Regions from separate parts of the Gossypium hirsutum genome. Here region 2 is linked to region 1. Evidence: chromatin contacts called from public Hi-C data. All regions are on one chromosome and are shown on one strand. The core of a region is the stretch at or near the end of the contact, and the rest is flanking DNA. Distances in the headings are between cores, read along the strand shown.

What was found. Hi-C and Micro-C count contacts between places; a contact is called where the count stands out from the background.
Region 2: a Hi-C map of leaf shows a contact between it and region 1, with 2.6 times the contacts expected there. The contact joins the promoter of LOC107910682 here to the promoter of LOC107908088 in region 1. A contact is called at or near these places in 8 of 34 Hi-C or Micro-C datasets (anther, callus, leaf and 1 more).

Annotation. Positions count from the first base shown.
Region 1 is chrD02:24,129,322-24,132,021 of Gossypium_hirsutum_v2.1, forward strand. LOC107908088 (probable serine/threonine-protein kinase PIX13) reads right to left here and starts at 1,416. Exons shown (of 6, transcript XM_041088683.1): 1 at 1,065-1,416; 2 at 611-978. The coding sequence starts at 1,119.
Region 2 is chrD02:24,375,642-24,378,341 of Gossypium_hirsutum_v2.1, forward strand. LOC107910682 (bromodomain-containing protein DDB_G0270170) reads right to left here and starts at 1,431. Exons shown (of 9, transcript XM_016838639.2): 1 at 833-1,431; 2 at 147-183; 3 at 1-71. The coding sequence starts at 1,255.

The DNA of each region.
Region 1 (2,700 bases), core at 166-2,665:
TTTTATCTATATTATAATAATTAGATGTAAAATAAAAAAAAGTTTCTACAAATTTAAACTTAAAATTAAATAATAAAAAAGTTTCAAAAAAGTTTCAAAACTAAAAATAAGTTATAAGAGTGGACTAAATATTAGTAGTTGAATTGATTTATTGCCGTGTAAAAGAAAAAAAAATACTCCAACTAAACCTAACATTGATAAATAAGTAGACAATGAGAACCTGGGAATACATAAAATATAAATCAATTGTGTTAAACCTGCATGAACATACAGTAATAAAATTCCAACTATCTCATGGAAAATGAGGCCAAATTATAAAAAGCATAGAAAAGTATACATAAAATAACACGCGCCGTATATTTCGGAAAACAAAATAATTCTGCTGGCTGGTGTTTACATTATCAAATACGCCTCTTCATTCAATCATATAATGACTATTCTGATTATACACGAACTTAAGAATAAAATAAATTTATTTTTTTTAAAAGTACTAAAAGTAAAGATAAAAATGAATTTAATAAGAGTCCTAAAATGAAATTAACATGGTTGATAAATGTTTGTAAGAATGAATGGGAAATAAGAAATAAAATAAAATAAAAAAGTAAAATACCTGCCATTCTTGCAAGCCTTGAGAGCTATCGGGATTAGATTTCTTGACGGCAACAGCGATGCCAACTCCGACTTTAGAAGGAGCATAGGTTTTATCATCAACCCAACCTTTAAACACTCTACCGAAACCTCCCTCACCCAGCACCGTATCAGGTCTGAAATTTCTGGTGGCTGCCTTAAGTTCTGCCAAAGTGAATATTTTCAAGGTGGTGCTCACAATCTTTCCACTGGCCGGAACTCCTCCTCCTTCGCCCTCCTTGCTTCTTCCACTGCTTGTTTCGTTCCCTTCACCGCCACCGCTTTCTTTGTTTCCTGTAGGTGGCACCACTCCATGTTGGTTGCTGCTGTCCTTTAGCTTCTTCGTATCTTCTGCATGTGTGTTCAATCATATGAATTGGTTTGGTTGGGGTGGTTGCTGCTGTCGGAAAATCCAAGGCAAGTTTGTTTGTACGTACCTGGGGTGGGTGGCTGGCTATGATGATCAACTTGAGTACCAAAGCAGTTCCCCATATGGTCTGATAACTTGTTTTCTTTTTGCAATTTCGATATCTTTTCTTTGGGATTGAATAGATATAGCAAGTCAAAAGGATTATTGACTTTAAAAGAAAAAAGAAAAGCTTTCTTGAGGTTCGAGGAAGAAGAGAAGAACGAGGGGCGAAGCAACCAAGTAGATGGGATGTGGAGGAGAACGGGATAATGGAGACTTGGTGTTTGTTTGGACTTTTTCCTTGGTTTTATATACTAATCAAATCCTCCTCTTGTTTCTGTCACTTATTTCTCATTTCAACCTCCCATTTTACACTCTTTTCTTCAATTTGCTTACCATTTAATAAAGAATTTATCAACAAGACTTCATCACAATTGGAGTGATAAAAAATTAGTCTTTAATTAATATAAATTTCAGATTTTCGTTTTATCCTTACAAATTTACAAATCAGAATTCCAGCTCAAAAACCAAAACAAAATTTCTAAGCCATAATAATTTATTTTAACATTTTATTTAATTTTTAAATTAATATTACTTATCAAATTATTTTAAAATAGATAGAAAAGTTAATGTCTATTAACTTTGCTTAATTGGCATACACATAGATGTCATCTCAATAATTAATTAATTTTTTAAAAAATCTAAAAATATTATAAAAATTATTAAATTATTTAAAAAGTATGAAAATTCTAAAAAAATATTTTTTAATATTTTTAATTTTAAAAAAGAATCAATTAATTATTATTATAAAATACATGTAGAGTGTCACCCTACATGAATGTCATATTAAGAAAGTTAACCGACGTTAATTTTTTTCATTTACTTTGAGATAATTTGATAAACAACACAATTTTAAAAGAAAAAAATTAAATAAAAAATTAAAAGATTTTTTTTATAAATTGAAGGGAAAATAAATAATTTTAATTTTTAACCAAATTTGAAAACAAAAACATCATGACAGCTAGCAATAGAAAATTAATTAATATAAAAAAAATGAAGGAGGAAGTCAACGGCAATTTCCTCCCGATGGCTTGAGCTTCTTGATGGGCCCTATACTATGCTTCTAAGTGGGCCCTATGCTATGCTTCTAGGTGGGCCCTATCGTTGGCTCATTCAACTCAGATGAATTTCATTTTCATTTCATTACATTGACATGACCTGCATTAAACCTCCGATCTTTTACTTTATTTTGAATGACAATGTATTAGGCGAAAGATAAATAGAATAAGGGTTAGTTTGGATGGGCGGTGCGTTTACCTGCGGTTAGTGTAAAAACAGCAGTGGCGGTGAGATTAAATACTGTAGCAATACTGTAGCGTGCGACAAAAAGTAGGCTAAACGCACCGCACCATACCCAATCGCCTATCCAAACCCACCCTAAATCAAGCGATGAGAATATGTATATTATTTAAATAAAGTTTTTAGTTCGAGTTTTTGAAATAATTTTTAGTATAATTTTTTTTCAAACTGGTTCCATTTTCAATTTAATATAAATTTAATTTAATTTTCAAATATGAAAATATTTTAGAAAAATAAAAAGGAATTTAAAAAGAGTCTCTTTTTTTATATAATTAGTTTCTAACGGCACATTCATTGCATATGAT
Region 2 (2,700 bases), core at 181-2,680, 250 kb after region 1:
CCTGTCAAGAATGAACAGCAACAACTTTTTGTCTGGCAAAGGTGTCGTGGGGCCAAACTCCACCGGTGACCCTGTCCACATATAAAGAACATAAATTTAAGAATTCCCATAAATGCCTTTTCATGAAAGTCGGGATTGATTTTTACCATGAAGTGTGTGCGTAGTTTTGGATACTTTTTCTCCCTGCAAACAAGACAACATATTTAACAACCCAAATAGAAACTACAGATGGAGATGGTTTGCCTTGTTCATTGAAGAATTGGTGATGAAAAGTAGCATTAAAATGAGCAGAAATAAAAAGTAGAATTATTATTTTGTTTTTGATAAGCGAATTATTCTTAATATTAAAGAAAAGACAAATTGAAGCTTTTGGGTCTTCAGACATGATGGTCTGTGCATATCTTATTCTGCACATAAATAAAGGCCAGATAAATACAAGATAATAAAGAATAAAATTTGTAGAATTAGGAAATAAAGAAGATTTTCAAGACAAAATCAAGTTTTCCGAAAATAAAAAAATAAAAAAAAAGTAAGATAAATATCAAATAACCAAAAAAGAAAAAAGAAAAGCACAGTTCACGACTTAGTCAAACCTGTCCAATGTCCATAATCTCCGATCCAATCACAAGAATGCAATTCACGCGCGAAATCCAAAAGTTCAATTTCAAAAAGGAAATAAATAAAAATATCCAAACAAAGTATAGGAAAATCTCTCTTTTTCTTTTCTTTTTTCGTTCTTCTTTTGTCTGTTTTTGTTTCAAAAGACATCACTTCCAAAAACCCACAAAAAGCTATTTTGATTTTTTATATATATTCATGGATAACTAATCACCATTTGATCAGATCTAGGACTGAGGGTGGTAACCTTTCGTCGCTTGAGGGATGCCTCGGGATCGCCACCATCCGCGTTCGAATCGGAACCGCAGGAGGCCGAATTGTGCGCCGAAGGAATCGGATAATGGTGATGATTACGAGAAGAATTGAGGCCGAGCAATAGCTTATGCTTCTTCTGTTGGCGCTCGTCGTCGTCGTCATCATCATCATCATCACCACCTCCTCCGGCAATCCAATCGGGAATTGGGGAGCCTCCGTGGAGATTGGGGTTCCGGCGAGCGGATCGACGGCTGGAATTGGTAGAAGAAATAGTGTTTAGGACATTTAGGGGGTTTTGTTGAAGCGCTTGCTGCTGTTGATGTTGTTTGAGAGAGCGTTTCTGGAGTTCTAAGAGGGAGGGTCTTCCCTTCTTCCTCTTCATTGTCTCTGCTGCTATCTCTCCTCCAATCTCATTACTGTATTCTTTTTTTTCTTGCCCTTTATTATTTTTGTTATTTTTTAATGGAAATATTGGTGTTTTTTTTTTCTTTGATGGAGCAAGGGAGTGGAATCACTGGGATAGGATGCCGGCGTGGAGGGAAAGTCACGTGAAATGGATGGGATGTGCCCCACTCTCACGTGACACGAATTTCATTATTTACATTAAATTTGTAATATTTTTTTATAATATAAATCTTTGTTTAAAAATTTTAATGAAATTCTTTAAAAAATAATTATTTTAAAAATTTTAATGAAATTATTTAAAAAACAATTAATGAATTGAAAAGGTAATGTAATTATAAAACTTTTTTTAAAATATTTAACTAATTTAAAATCAATTATATTAATGTTATATAATTTTAAAAATATTTATTAGTAAAATAATACAAAAAATCATCATGATTTGAATAATAAAATATTATAATTTAGATAATATTATTATTAATTTCTTATATATTAATTCTTTTATGTATTATTAACATTTGATTTTTTATAATTTTATATTTATATTTATTCTACTTTAGTCGATGAATGTAATTAATTTTTACTATAATTGAAAAATATAAATTTAATTTGATAAACATTATTAATATGTTTTTTTTTTAATTATATTTTCAGTTTAACAATTTAGGGCACGTTTAGTTCACTAGAATAGAATAGAGCTATAATGTAATAAAGTTACAATGGAATAGAGCTGTAATCAGTAATTCAATTATTTGGTTGAATTTAATGAAATATAACTGTAATTGTATTATTGTGTTTGGTTGAATGAAATAGATATGTAATAGCATAAAGAAAAAAAACTAAAATGACCATAATACCTTTACCAGAATTTTGTTTAGATGTGGTTATTAAATTTTAATAAGATTATTATCAAATATAATTTAATAAAAATAAAAATAAAAATAAATAATTTAATCCTATTTTAATATAATTATTATTAAATATAATTTAATAACATTCTTAATATAATTATTTTTATATTAATTTATATTAAAATGTTTTTTATTTTTATATTTAATTATATTAAAATATTAAAAAATTTTATTTACTATATTTTAAAATAGTACACTATTATTTGAATGCATTACTTCTCAAGTTATCTCAATTTTATGATTTCAACTAAAGTTTCATTTGTTATTTATATAATTTTTATATAAAACTTTTTACCTATGTTATAATCTAAAATTAATTAATTGTATTAAACACAAAATTTTTATTAAAAAAAGATAAAGTCACAAAGCATCCAAAAGAAAAAGAGCATCTATTTATTTTTCTTTTTTCAACTAAAAGAAACAAAAAATGTTTGTTTATCTACCTTATAAAATTGGAAAAGGTGAAGTTAATGAGAAACAAATAAAAATGTTTGTTTATCTACATTATAAA